2 separate regions of the Sus scrofa genome follow, and region 2 is linked to region 1. The links are chromatin contacts, called in public Hi-C maps. All regions are on one chromosome and are shown on one strand. Each heading gives the region's core, a stretch centred on a gene start, on an enhancer-like site or on the middle of the called end of the contact. The rest is flanking DNA. Distances are from core to core; before and after follow the strand shown. Region 1 holds the start of UFD1 (ubiquitin fusion degradation protein 1 homolog). Region 2 holds the start of TANGO2 (transport and Golgi organization protein 2 homolog).

What was found. Hi-C and Micro-C count contacts between places; a contact is called where the count stands out from the background.
Region 2: a contact with region 1 is called in a Hi-C map of embryonic fibroblasts, with 2.2 times the contacts expected there. The contact joins the promoter of TANGO2 here to the promoter of UFD1 in region 1. A contact is called at or near these places in 1 of 47 Hi-C or Micro-C datasets (embryonic fibroblasts) and 1 of 2 datasets of contacts at active chromatin or transcription factors (alveolar macrophages).

What each region holds. Positions count from the first base shown.
Region 1 is chr14:51,127,423-51,134,456 of Sscrofa11.1, reverse strand. It overlaps UFD1 (ubiquitin fusion degradation protein 1 homolog), which reads left to right and starts at 1,637. Exons shown (of 12, transcript XM_001929622.7): 1 at 1,637-1,782; 2 at 4,718-4,824; 3 at 5,224-5,256. The coding sequence starts at 4,818. CDC45 (cell division control protein 45 homolog) reads right to left here and starts at 1,346. Exons shown (of 17, transcript XR_002338936.1): 1 at 870-1,346; 2 at 680-739; 3 at 1-20.
Region 2 is chr14:51,437,400-51,445,074 of Sscrofa11.1, reverse strand. TANGO2 (transport and Golgi organization protein 2 homolog) reads right to left here and starts at 1,478. Exons shown (of 9, transcript XM_001929644.5): 1 at 1,406-1,478. ARVCF (armadillo repeat protein deleted in velo-cardio-facial syndrome) reads left to right here and starts at 5,039. Exons shown (of 18, transcript XM_021072783.1): 1 at 5,039-5,237.

The DNA of each region.
Region 1 (7,034 bases), core at 388-2,887:
TGGTCACACTGGAACAGGGCCTGGAGAAAGAGTATTTTCAAAACCTATTAGGATGTCTGCAATCTACCTTGAAATGCACTTAAAAAAAAAAGAGTTGAAAGATAAAAACACCTGATAAAGTAAGGTTAGTAAAATGTTGATGATGGGCACACAAATGTTCACTGTACCATTCTGTCAACTTCGCTGAAAACCACTAAAGGAAAACACGGTTGGAAAGCTGACCTAGGTTTTCTGAGCGGATCCTGACCCAAGGGCCTAATCGAAGTTCATGGAAACACTACACTCTGTGCAGCGACCTTTTCTAACAAGAATCGTCATCTCCGGGACTGCTTATGACACCAGGGTGCCCGCAGCCCTCTGCCTCAAACCCCACAGAAAGAAGCCGCTACGGGTCTCAGGTCTCCCCGATGCAGCCTAGGTTACTGCAGACACACTAACTAGTCTCCTTGCTTTCTGCTTAGTTCTCCTCTAACCCACCCAACACTGTCCCGCCAGGGAAGAGCCCTCGCCCCAGGCCGAGCTCTCGCCCAGGAGGGGGTCCTTGCCCCGCCCCTCCCCTTGCCCTGTTCCCCCCTCCCTTTGCCCTGTCCCCCCTCCCCTTGCCCTGACCCCCACCCTTGCCCTGTCCCTCCCCTCCCTTGCCCTGTCCCCCGCCCGCCGGCCAGGTCTGCAGCCTCACCTGAAGGATCTTGCAAGCGCACAGAGCGTCCACGTCCGAGGCCACGAAGAGAAGGACCCTCTACCGGGGGGGAGGGGGGGAGCGAGTTTGCCGAGCGTTTATACACGAATCCCGGCCCCTCCCGCCCCCCACGGCCACACCCCCTCAGCCCTTCCCCGACAAGGCCTCGGGCGCCCAAGGCAGGGATCACCTGACTCTGGACCACCTCGTAGAATTCCTTGCGGAAATCGGACACGAACATGGCCACGGCGGCGGGATAGCCCGAACGCGCGCGGGGACCGAGAGCCCGGAAACCGTCAAGACTCCCGCCAAATCAGGGCTCTTTCGATTGGCCCAGGGACAAACCAGCGACCCTCGGCTCCCAGACTTTTCTCCTTTCTGATTGGCCTGTTTGGAGGGCGGGCACTAGCGCTCCGCCGTTCACGGCTGGAAGACTTCGGCCTGCCCCAAAGGGGCATCTGCCACAGGCTGGACGCGCTGGTGGTTGCGCATGTTAACGCTGACTCCGTTTAACTGGAAACCCGACGCTCGGTGTTTATCTTTACTTTGGGAAGAAAAGCCTACTGCCCCTCACTGAGACCTCTAGAAAAAAGAAACCTTCCCTCTGCAAATTAAATTCGTGTGTACATCAAAGAGTGCTTCCGTTTAGGATTTCAATTGGCTCGCGGCCTGGTTCAAGGGCGGAAGGGTGTCTTACTTCCGCCCGAGTCTTGGATGGCCGCGGCAGACGCCGGAGGTCTGCGTGCATTCTGGGTAACTTAAGCGGAAGGGGCGTTAATCCCATCAAACTCTTCTGGAGGGGGCACTGTCAAACTGCAGTTTAAAATAATCATGAAAGGTAGTCTAGAGTGCACATGTTAGGAAGGAAGGGGTATTTAAGCGCTCACTCAAGGAAACCTTGTACCCTGGCGCCTTTGCCTTTGTCCCTTGACCCAGCTGCGCCCTCCTCGCGCGCCTCTCCCGGAAGTGTAGGTGCGGTATTTCCGGTGAGTCCCGGATGTCCGCGCGAGGCGGCGGCGGTAGCGGCGGCTGTGAGGAGAAGTCGGCTTCCACCGCAACGTTCTTTGGCAAAGCGCACCTGCTAGGCCGAGGGGTCCACCATGGTGAGTGGCGGGGCAGGCTGGGGTCGGGGCCGGGGGCGGGGCGGGAGCTCGGCGAGCGAACGTGCAGCCGAGGAGGTGCCGACTCACCGGCCTGAGCCTTCCGCGGGCGCCTTCGCCCTCCGTTTCGAGGCTCTAGACCTGTGACGGCTTCCCTCAAACGAGCCCTGGATGGACTGGTAGGCTGAGGGGCAAGGGCGCGGGCGCTCGGGGCCCGTCCCCCAACTGAGCCCTGCCGGCTTGCGACGCCGCCACGCTGCCCGTGGCTCCCCTGGCCCTCTTACCTCTCAGTCCTGGGCCCCAGCGATGCCTCTGGAGGCGGGGGCGAGGTGTAGAGGCTGGGGGAGTGAGACTTGGAAGTCAGGCCTGGCTGTACCGCTGTTTGTCACCAGAGGGTCGCGCGTTTGCTTTGTCAAGAGTTTAAGCTGAGTGCGTCAGTGCCCAGTCCACCGAACAAGCGAGTATCCTCGTGCTCTGGGCTGAGCGCTCCGCGTCGGGATCATAAGGGGAAGGTTGAGGGCAGGTTGGGACCCGGTGTTCAACACCTTGTGTACGCGGTCCTTTTTGTGTTGCACCCAGAAGAAAGGGCTTAGAGGTGGGGTTCGAGTGACGAGGCGCCCACTCACCCAGAAGCAGAAGCGCCGTGTATTTGTTATGCCTCTGGCCATGATTTTGTTGAACTGAGTTCTGTTTTTTTTTTTTCCTCCCCCCTTTTTTTGTCTTTTTGTCTTTTCTAGGGCCGCTCCCGCGGCATATGGAGGTTCCCAGGCCAGGGGTCTGTTCGGAGCTGTAGTCTCTGGCATAGGCCACAGCCACAGCAACATGGGATCTGAGCTGCGTCTGCGACCTACACCACAGCTCACGGCAACGCTGGATCCTTAACCCACTGAGCAAGGCCAGGGGTTGAACCCACAACCTCATGGTTCCTAGTTGGATTTGTTAACCACTGAGCCACGACGGGAACTCCAGTTTGTACATTTTTAAGTGTAAAGTTTAGTGGTGTTAAGTACATTCACATTGTTGCATAGTAGATCTACAGAACTTTTTTATCTTGAAAAATTGAAACTCTGTCCCCATTAAACAATTCCTCTTCCCCCAGCCCCTGGCAACCACCACCACCATTTTTTTCCTCTCTGCGAATTTGACTTACTCTAAGTACCTCATGTAAATAGAATCACGCAGTATTTGTCCTTTTGTGTTTGGCCTATTACACTGAGCAGAATGTCCTCAGAGTTCATTACCGTTAGAGCAAATGTTGGAACTTCCTTCCTCTTTAGAGCCAAACAATATTCCATTGTATGGATGGACCACGTTTTCTTTCTTCATTCATTTGTCGATGGGTGTTTGGATTGTTTCCAGCTCTTTGCTCTTGTAAATAGCCCTCCTGTGACTGTCAGTGTACAAATACATATTTTCAAGACCCAGCTTCTCATTGTTTTGGATTTATACCCTATTGTGCAATTTCATATTCTTTCTTTTTGAAATGTCACAGTAATTGCAGTACTTCAAGAAGACTCTAGGTTGCTGGGCAACACATTTTCTGAGTCTTGTCATAATCTATAGTTCAGAGCTGGGGTCTTAGCATTGTGGTGGTACTGATACCAGAAAGACGATACCGGAATCCAAGTTCTTGTTCATGGCAGTTGAAGAATGAACTCCGCCAACACAAAGGCAGCAAGCAAGCAAAGTCTTTATTAAAGGAAAGTAAATAGCTCCCAGGGCTGCTGGGAGTGGGGAGAAGAGCCCCCTTTCTCTATTGTCCTATAGGGGTTTTTTTCCCCTTAAAGATGGGGGGGTTACCAACGTGGAGTCCAGAAATATGTGGTTTTCTCCCATTGGCCTTGATCAATTACCAGTATTAGTCTTTGTCCAGCAGGGTCTTAGGGGTGGAAGTCTCATAGTTTCTTTGCCCCTTTCTTCCGCAGACTGGGTCACAAAGGATTAGGGATTAATGTCCATCTGGGCATAGGTACACTCCCTAAAGTAAACAAGGCCTGTGGAGATGTTACTCCCTGGAGCCATTAAGCCGCAAATGTTAATCATTGGCCTATCAAAGAATGCAATCAAAGCCCATGCTCCTACACTGACTACCTGAGTTAATATTCTGCCTCAGTACCACAATTTTGGCTTTGCTTGTGAATGGGAGGGAGTGCCATGGTGTAGTACAACTTGAGAGCACTTTGGAAGGGCATGAACTTTGACCCTGGGCAGAGATGGGAAGGTTCTGGAGAAAGAAAAAGATGGTTCTAGAAGCCAGGGTTAGGGGTGCACAACTCGATGCCTGGAATACTGTTCCCTGTTTTCTGCCTGCTCCTTCTTCAGGCCTCTGCCGAATTCCTTCTTGATACCCACTTAAAATAGCATTCCCAGAAGCTCTCTGTCCCTTCCCCTCTCATGTCCTCAGAACATTGACATGCAGTTTTCTTTGCCTGGTTCCCTTGTCTTGAATGCCAGCCCCACCAGGGCAGGGGTTGTACCTGTTTTGTTGGTGAGCAAACACCACTAGAGTGAAGTCTCCCTGGTGCTTAGAGGTCAGAGCCTGGTAGATGGTGGGCACTGATAAGTATTTAAGAGGAGAGGGAACATGTTCTAAGCAGAGGTACAGCCTGGTGCAGACAGGGCAGGTGTAGGACCAGTCCCTAAAGCCAGTGCAAGGTGTGGCCTGGATGGGGAACTGGGGACTGAAAGAGGTTAAGGACAGGCTTGAAGGGGCCAGTTTTACCTTTTAGTAAGATCTGACCATCTGAAAATGGGATGAGTAGGTGGGTGGAACTGACAGGGCGGGCAGCCTCTGGAAGCAGCTTCTGGTTCTCTGGCTCCGGGAGGTGTTTCCAGGGTGTCTTGTTCTTCATTGTCAACTCTCGTGTCCTACTTGGGTGTTGGTGGAGGAAATGCACCTTTGCTCTGTGTTAACCACATGTCTTTTTCCTCCTTCTAGTTCTCCTTCAACATGTTTGACCACCCAATTCCCCGGGTCTTCCAGAACCGCTTCTCCACGCAGTACCGCTGCTTCTCTGTGTCCATGCTCGCCGGGCCTAATGACAGGTCAGATGTGGAGAAAGGAGGGAAGAGTATGTGCTGTTTTTATTTTGAATGGTAACCCTTCCTGCCCTCAGCCTGCAGTGCCCGTAGTGCTCAGAGCCCTCATTCTGCATGAGGAACAGACACTAGTTACAGTCAAAGCTTTGCCTGCCCCAGACTTGCCAGGGGGTTGGCGGGAGGGGGCCAAGTTATGACTAGGTTTATGGCCAATAGCCATTCGGTGCCGCCAAGTGAATCACAGCCCATAAAATCCTTTATGAAAGACCACTATGAAGTTCTGGCGTGCCTACAGCATTGTTTAGTACTCTCACTTAGATGTAACAGAAAGTGCACTTTGGCTTTTGTCCTGTTCTTTCAGCTGTCGTTCATTTTCTTAACATCTCTAAAATGTTCTTTCTGCAGTAATTATGCCGCCTTCAGCCCTCGACCAACTCAGTAAGTACTTCTCCATGACTTGAGAACTGAGGAAATGTGAATGGGGGTGCCGGGCCTAGGCCCCTCACTGTGTGCAGGTAGAGCTGGAAGGACAATTGCCCCTGGAAGGTGCCCACTGGGCTGGTGAGGTGGTGGCTGGTGGTGGCCAACAGGTGCTCAGCTCTAGGTCTGCTCCTCTGGAGGCCCCCCACCCCTTCCCCCCAACCCTATCAGGACTGAAGGAGGGATGAGCAGCAGTGCTATTCACGCTGCCCAGTGCAGCTGATGCTGCTGGCTGGGCCCGCTGGATTTTCCCCTAAAAGATAGCAGTGGCTCCCAAGAGGATGCTGTGCAGCAGGCCTCTCACCTCCCCAAGCCTCTTCCCTCAGATCCAGCTGTAGGTCTAACCCTTCCACCCCATAAGCTGCTCCCCTCACTGCATCCTGCCTCTTAACCAGGAGTGGGAAAGGCCCAGGACTTATGAGCTTAGCCACGCTTTTCTCTCCTTCCCCGACCACTCATCCCATGGGAGCATCTCAGAGACCTTACAACTGGACCCAGAGCCCCAACCACAGTCCTTTTGAGTCTTGGAGGTCTTTTCTTTCTTTCTCTTTCTTTCTTTTTTTTTTTTGGTCTTTTTAGGGCCCCACAGGCAGCATATGGAAGTTCCCAGGCTAGGGGTTGAATCAGAGCTGCAGCCACTGGCCTACACCACAGCCACAATAGTGCAGGATCCAAGCCACGTCTGCAACCCACAGCACAGCTCAGGGCAACGCCTGGTCCCCAACCAACTGAACGATGCTAGGGAATTGAACCTGAGTCCTCATGAACACTAGTTGGGTTCGTTAACTGCTGAGTCATGGTGGGAACTCTGTTGGGGGTCTTTTCATTGTGAGGCAGGAGATGCAGAGGCTCCTGGGAGACAGGAGTCCACATTGTCAGGTATTGAGGGGGGCAGCACTATGGGATCAGGCTTCGGCTCTGTGTTGCTCTGGCTCATGCTTTACACCTTGCCTGGCCTGTCTCTATACCAATGACTGGGTCTCTTTGGACTTCAGTATCAGCGTCTTTAAACGGGGACACACGGGGCTGTCTATTGGAATTGTTCTATGGCAGGAGGAGTCCCTCCTAGATGTTGCCCAAGGCCACGTGACACCAGGTAGCAGACAGAGGTGCTTTAGCCAACAGGGCTTAACCGAAATTAGTGGCAGTGGCCACACCCAGTGGAGACCTTTCATTCTGCCTCAGCTCAACCAGAGGGTGGATAGAGCGTAGGGCTCACAGTCCTTGCGCAGGCCCCTGTCATGCCTGGACCGTGACAAGGGAGTGGATTGGAAGACTGCCTTGTAGGGTGGAGCTGACCCAGGAGCTAAAACCAGGAGTGGGATAGTGCACCGTAGATGCTGGTCAAAGCTCCTCAGTCCAGATGAACTCTCACAGGGAGCTCTAAGTTATAAAAACTTGGCTGCTCAGGTTGGAGCAGGTGAGGTGATACAGAGGGCTCAGGCATCCCAAAGCGTCTCTTGAATCCCAAAATGCAATTTGAAAATTTCTGGATCAAGGAACATGGGGCCTCTTCCAGAGGCAAGAATCTCAGACCATTGGTTGAAGCCTCATCCATCTGTTCTGTTTACAACGGACTGGATTCCGTTCCATGGCTCTACAGCCAGGAAGCAGGCACCCTGGTGATGGAGGGCCTGCTGTCTGGACCCTTGGCCACCACTGCCAGCATCCAAATCACCCTTGATGATGGGGGAACACCATCTTTTAAGGGAGATCCCGGATGGAGGCTGCCAGGC
Region 2 (7,675 bases), core at 229-2,728, 310 kb before region 1:
ACATGGAGCATAATTACACCCAGGGTAAAACATGATCAAAGTGACAGGCCACAAAAGAGGACACAAAGGAAGCATGAGGTGGTAAGAACAGCTCAGGGGCTGGGCAATAGGGCAGAGCTGACAGTCAGTGGTCTGCATTTGCTTTTTCTGGACTAGTAATACAAAGCCCCAGAACTGGGGGACCTGTGCTTTTGAAGTGAATCGTCAGGGGCCCAAGGGGGTGGGAGCACCAGGGCAACATTCTCTGCCCACTGGGAGCCCTGGGAACAGGGTACAGAGGCTCTGTTGTGTCCACCGACCAACACAGCCACCCTCTCCAGTGCCCCCACCCATCCGACAGGATACCTGCTACAAAAAGGTTCTTGGGAGAGGGGCTCAGGAGGGGAGGACCAGCCCTGGCTCTGAGTGATCTTGGGAACACGATTTGCCCCTCAGACTGAGTTTTCTTCAACTGTGAATGGTGTCTAGCCAACAAACACTTGCCCCAAAAGCCTGCCCAGAGGACAGAGGAACAAGCAGGAGAAAGCACTTCCCAAGAGCCACCAGCTGCAGGCGCCCCTAACAGCTGCGGCATGGAAACAGCAACAGCAAAACATCAGTGGGCAGGTCTGCAGCAGGAGGACAGGGTAGGCCTGGCTGACCATATGACATTCTCAGTGGAGGACAGACAAGGGCCTGGGGCTCAGGGACCAGCTCAGGGACAGAAGGCCCAGGCCAAAGCTATGGCCCAGAAGGAGGCGTGGGAATTGCTGGAGTGAGAAAGGGTCTTAAAGACCAGTGGTTGCAAGGCCTTGCCCTGTGTGCAACCCCGCCCAGCCTCCTCCCCTAATGCCCTGCGGGGGGAGGCCTGGCCACCGAGGGAAGGCCTTGTCCAGGCGAATGGATGACCTGGCACTTGCTGCCTCCTCAGATAGACATCAGCTGTTACCCGCAGCAGAGGGAGGGAGCATCGTGACTCAGGGTTCTGGGGCCAAGAGACGCGTTGCCCACCCACTCTCACTCTGCAACGACCTGGCAGCTCCCGGACCTCCAGTCTGCCTCCCTGAGGAACACCGGCCCTGACTGCGGGGCCCGCGCCCCATCCCGGCGGGGCCACTGGAAACGCCTTCCGGGAACGCTAGGGACGCTTCGTCGGCAGGGGTCAGCTTGGCCTCCAGGGACCGGCCGCTGTACTTGCATTCTCCGCCTCAAGAAGGGGAAACTGAGGCAGGACGGGAGGGGCGGCCGCTACCCGAGTCCGCCCCGCGCGTTCGAGCCCCACGCCCAGAGTCCGCAACCCAAGCACCAAGTCGGCGCCCCGAGCCCCCAGTCCGCGCCCCAACAAGCCTCAAGTCGGTGCCCCAAGCCCAGAGTCCGAGACCCGAGCCAAGCGGGAAACGCAGTCCGCCGCCAGCCGACTACTCACCACCTCCGCCGCCGCCGCCGCCGCCGCGGACTTCCGGGTACCGCGCCCGCGCGCTGCCGCCACGCTCAGGCCCCGCCCCCCACCGTCTGCGCGCTCACCATTGGGCTAAACGAGGAGAGGCGGGGCCTCGCCCCGCGAGGCCGGTTACCTTTGGCTGAGCGCGCCGTCGCTCCCGGCTGCACCTCCCGGCGCCCCGCCCCCGAGGTTGCGCCAACCTTCGGGCTGCGCCTCGTGACCCCCGCGGCTCTGGAAGCTAGCCCCGGCTCTTGATGAAGGTTCTGTAGGGATGCTTACATTCGGACACACCCCGTCCGCTCAGTCCGTGCCTCCTGGACTGGCCATCTTTCTCACTGCAACCTCGACCTCCGACATCCCTGCCCCCTCAGGACAGACCCTGGATCGGCCACCGCAGCCTTTAACCCACCTCGGGCCTGTTCTGCAGGAGCTGCTGGCCTGATTTGCACCGGGTTGCAAATGAGCAAGAGGCAGGGGAGGAGCGCTGATTGGGGCCTTGGCAACAAGATGGTCAATCACTGGGCTCCCAGCTCATATTGGCCGCTGGGCTATGTCTGGGGCCTGAGTGCAGGGCTTGCTCCAAAGTGGGCCCTCAGCAAACTATGACAGAGATGACAATTATATTTAATAACAATGTGCTAAGTGTTCTAAACCCATTGTTCCAAGACACAACTCTCATTTATCCCATTTTACAGATGCAAACATGGAGGCTCAGAGCAGTTATGTATGTCACCTGTTTGAAATCAAAAGTAAAGGAGGCAAGTGGCATTGGCTGGATTAGCTCCACAGCCCTGTGTTGAGGACATAGGTGCCCTGATCCTGACTTGGAGCGCTGACACCCTGTGAAAACTGGTGCTCAGAGAGGGCAAAGGCCTGGCTAGTAAGCACAGGCAAGAGTCTAACCCAAACCTGCATGATGTCCCCAAAGCCTCATGGCACCCCACTCTTTCACCATCTCATCTGTGTTCCTCCTAGAACTCAACAGAAGCCCTTTGCAGGCAGGGAAGCCAAGGACTCCCAATTCTCAAGGACTCAAGGCCAACAGGCAGCAAACCCAACAAGACACACAGTTCTCCCTCGAGCCATCTGGCAACAGAATCATGCTGGGTGGGTGCCAGTGATTTCCCTCCTGGCAGCTGGATCATGTGGTCCAGCCAAGAGGAGGTGGTGTTGGATAAGCAGGACCTGGGGCTTGGAAGCAAGTCACCATGCCCTGGGGATGGAGCAGAAGCTGTAGAGTGGTGCCCCAAACCATGGGTCACACGCCTTAGAGGGGTGGGACACAGACTGGCCAATCCCTGCTGAGCAGTGCTTTCCCATTACCTGCAAAAGGGATGCAGTCATGCATGGGTAGGATAGAGGTTTAAATCCCACTCTGCCATGGGCCAATGAGACAGGTTAAGGTGGGGGTCACAGGGCTGCAAGGAGTTTACTGCTATGCCACCTCTATATACATCCTTACATGGGGAGCTCATCACCTTGTGTGGTCACCCTTTTGATCTCTGAACATCTGCAACTGTTGGGGAGTTATTCCTGAGAACTTTTTCTTCTGGCAGCTTTCCTCATGTGCCCAAGGGATGTCCCTACAGAGATGGCCAGAAGCCAGATAGAGAGAATGGGAGAGAGGGAGAAGACTGGGCTACTGGTCCCTGTGGCAGTGCGCTAGGGGTAGAGGCCATTTGCCCTGCCTTCTGACTGTTCCCAACCCCCATTTGCAGCCTGGGTCATGGTGGGTCCACTGCCAAACAAGGGCCCTGAGTCCTCTTGGAACTGGCACTGCCCACCCTGATCCCCTGTATGCAGCTGGTGATCCAGCTTGGGAGCAGACAGACCTCTGGAACACAGTAAAAAGAGGGGGGTGGGGATGAGGGAGGTGGGGATGAGGGGGGTGGGGATGAGGGAAAAGGACGGAGTCCTCACTTGGGCTGATTTTGGTGCACAATTTTCCCCTCTGCTCTCTCAGCAGAGGTCTGTCCAACCCCTCTTGCCACCATCAGCAAGTGGTAGGGAAGGGGTGGTGCTGGACCCACAAGATCATTGAGAGAGGAGGGGCTGCAGGAGGACAAGGGCCCAGTGCCCCTGGAGAGATCACAAGGCTAATCAAATCCACCCCTAAATATAGGAAAGGGCCCTTGTGTTCTAGAGAGGGACTCTTCACTCTGCCCACCCAGAGCTTCCAGCAACATCCCTGTGCCAGGATGCCAATGGTTGTCACATCCAATGCTGGTGACAATTCCAGTGCCAATTCCAGTTGATTGGCTGTGTCTGTCTAGCTCTGAATGGCTGTTGTGGTTGATTTGACACATGTGCCAGGGCACAGGGGGACCCAATGTGGTACCAGTGGTGAATTCTGGCTCCAAATCATTTCATTTTCTTTGTTCTGACCAAGTGACTACTGGGTGAACACACTGGACCCTTGACGTGGATGGATGAGACATGAATGCCCCCCGCCCCATAGCATTGTCATGGGCTGGTGGCTCTGGGCAGCCTTGGGGAGCATGGTGAGCTGAGGATCTGGTCATCTCCAGGTGCAACCAGGGCAGGAAAGGCTTAGAACCACACAAGAGCTAGGCTCACTGATCAGAGACCCCTGAAACAGCCCTAAACAAGCAGCATCCCCACTGGCATCCACACACACTCCAAAGTTAAGTGGAGCTGGCCTAGGGTTATGGTCCCATTTGCGGTCACCTGTATGCCTGGTGTCATTGCAGGGACCCGGTGGGTGCCTGCTCTCCACGTGGCAGGGAAATGTAACCTGTGCTAAACTCAATTCAGGTGCCTGAGCCCCACAGAGATCCTGCACGATCCCAGGTAGGGCAGAAGAAATGGACACCAGGAAGCTGGGACTAAGAATGCACAAACTCCTCCTGTAGGCCCAGACCTGTGGCCATGTGGTGAGCAGGGTGAGGAAGGCCAATCTCTGCTACACCGACGGTGTATGTAGATTCAGGCCTGATAGGGGAGGAAAACCTCTGTTCCCTGAGGGGTCCCTTTCTACTCTTGGAAATACTGCAGGCCCCACCCACTCAGGCCTCCACAGTGGGAACCCTGGCGCTTTGAGGGTGGGAGAGCCCTCAGGCCCCGGAGACTGGGTTGGAGCCCCGGTGACCTAAGTCAAGCGAGAATCTCTCCTAGCCTGGGTTTCCTGTTAGATGGGAGGGCGGCAGAACGCTCCCTCGCAGATTGTGGGTAATACAATTGATGTCAACGCGCGGGCGCGGCGCGTAGTGCCCAGCCAACAGCAGCCGCTGAGGATACCTGCGAACTGGGGGTGGTGATGGAGATGACCTGGCCCGAGTCTGGGAATGGGGCGCCGGGCCTGCCCCCTCCCTGCTCGGGCCGGACGGTACAGAGACGTCCTCGAAGGCGGCCTGGAGGGGGCGGCCGGCGGGAGAGGGCGGTCCGCGGGCCCGGCTACCGCCGCAGCGGTCCCGGCAGGTGCCAGGGCCTCCGCCACTCCACGAGGGGCCGTTGTTGGCGGAGACTGACACCCCGAGGACCCAATGGAAAGCTGGCGTCTCCCCACACTCGTCCAATCGGCGCCGGCTGCCGGGCCTCCCGACCAATGGGAGCACTGGTGGCGGCGAGGCGGGGCGAGGGTCGCGGCGCCGGCAGTCTTGCTTTGCGCACGGGCCGCGCGAGGGGCGGAGGGCGGGTCAGGGCTGCACTGGACGCGTAGGGTGGGTTCCGCAGCCGCGCGAGCTGAAGACCCCGGACGACCACCTGCGCCCGCCCGAGGACGCCGCACGCCGAGGGACCCGGGGACGCCAGTCTGGGCCGGGGGCCGCGCTGCGGAGCCGCCCACGTCGCGCTCCAGGTAGGCTCAGGCCGGGAACCGGGGTTGGGGCCGGGACCCGGGCTGCGGGCAGGGCAGGGCAGGGCAGGGCAGGGCTGGAGCGGGAGACGAGATCTGGGCGGGGGTCTGAGCCGGGGGTCCAGCCCAGCTCCGCCCCACTCTCACCACACCCACACCGCGGTGCGCGAGACACCGGACCGGCGGGGGCGGGTCCCTTTGTGCGCGGCCTCGGGTCCTGCCCGACCGGCCGTGCGCCCCTGTAGCTGCGGCCCAACTGAAGCCGTGTTCTCCCCGCTCGACCCGGCGCCTCAAGTCGGCGCCAAGCACCCACGGAAACTTTCCATTGGCGGAGGGGCCCGGGGGCCAGGAACTTTCCTGGGGCTGCACGCTGCCGGGAGACATTGGCACTGCCTGGCCAAGGGGATGTCCCCGTGTGGCGCTGCTCCCGCCGCCCAGAGGACAAGAGAGGGGACGCTGCCCGGGGTCCGTGCCTGGAGCCCCCCCAGTGGATCCCCCTCCCTCGCTACCCTTGAGTCCAGTCGGTGGGACCCCAGGCTCCTGGATGAGGCTCGTTCCCCTCACTCGGAGCGGGACTCAGCCCAGGTTTGCTGCAGTGTTGCCCCGAGCCGGCAGACAGCGGGAGCTCCCCAGATTTTCTATTTCAATCTCAATTAAATATTGGTTATCATAACGTGTCACCGTTTTTAATCTCTGCATAGTGTGTCAGAGTGAAAACGGAGCTCGGGGACTCCCACTCGCCTTTCCTTTAGACCAAGGCATATTTAGGAACAACAACAACAAAAAAGAAATGCCCTGATGGTTTCATTCTTTAGGATAGATTTTTCATAACACCTCATCTCCTTGTCACTCAGTCACCGTGCAGGGCACATTCCAGATCGGGATTTATGAACCGGGGGTGGGGGTGGGGATTGTTGGATGGTGAACAGCAGTCTCCCCGATGAGGACACGCACCATGGCTGTGCTGGAAGCCTTTTCCCTATGACTCCCTCTACCTCCACTCTCAGGTCCAGGCTCCCAGAGGTCTGCCCATCCCAAGCAGATCCCACCTGTCCTGTGCTTAGTGTATCTAGACGTGGGACAGTGTTAGACCCGCAACCAGTCAGTTTCTGAGCAGGTGGTCTGAACTTGGGGTTCGGCCACAGTATGTCGGAATTTGTGCTGTCCCCCAGCCTTGCCCTGCTCCACCCACAGTACCCTGTCTGTCCCGTTGCTCTGTGCCCTCAAGTATGAGGTCCACCCACCCCCAGCACAGGGCTGTGCATGGAGCATTTCTGATGTTCAGGACTCTAGTCCTGGCCTGGAAGGAGGTCACATGCCAGCCTCCTCCCCCCCAGCCATGGGCAACAGTGCCTGCTGATCAGGTGCCTCCTGGGTGGACTGGGCAGCCCTCAGTCCTGATAGATTAGAGCTGTCTCCCACCCCCAATCTGGCCTGCATGTTTCCTCCCTCAGATCTCAGTCTCAGGGTCCCTCTGCATCTCCCAGCTTCTGTGGGGTGGGGCTGCATCTCTGTCCTTGTTTGTGTTGCACTTCAGGGTGAGTTCACTGCATCTCCTTCACCCCAAGAGACAAGTCTGGGGACTCTGAGCAGTGGGACCCTGAGCCTCCAAAAGGAACCAAGAACCGTAGCACAGCTGGGGTGGGGACCCAGGTACATCAGAGCCCTGGCCAGCTCCTAGTGTGTGCCCAGGAACCTGGCGGGGGGCCTCAGTGGGCGGAGAGAGGGAGGGCAGGCGGGCTGGGTTGAGGATCCTGGGGGCAAGTGCTGCAGGATGCCATGGAGGCTACAAGGGGTCCTGGGACCTTCAAGACAAGAACTAGGCCTTAGCCTCCCTGCAGGAGTCCCAGAGTCAGTAACCTGGGAAACTCAGGTTAGCATCCCTCCTGGGGCTTCCAACTGGAGGGGTGCACAGCGTGGCCTATTTCATAGGTCAGGAGGAGGAGCCAGAGCTGATGCACTGCTACATCACCCAGTGGGCCTCCGCCCCCTCCGCTGCAGTAGGTGTGTGTGTCAGGCCCAGCCTTCACCACTGCTCCAGTGGTCCCTGAGGGGCCAGTGGCCTGTAGAAAAGTAGCTGCAAGTTGAGTGAGGCCACCAGAGGGCGCCCAGGACTGCCATGCCCCTCAAGACTGGCTCCACCCAGCCTCCTGCAGCAGTTGGGGATCCTTTGCCGGGCATCCACTGGGGGGGCCAGAACTCTGCTTCCACCAGGCCCCTGTCCAGGGTGGGGAGCTGGAGAGGGGCAAGGATCCCTGGGCCAAGGCCCTCCAGTGCCTGATTGCCTGACCACCCGCAGCAGAGGGAGACCCGAGGGCTGGTGGCCAGGTGGTTGAGCTCAGGCTCCAGCAAGGACAGTGGAGGAGGTTCCTCAGGCACCTCCCTGGTTCCCAAAGGTCCAGGCAAGGTCTCTGAGTCAGCCACTCAGTACAGGGCTGTGC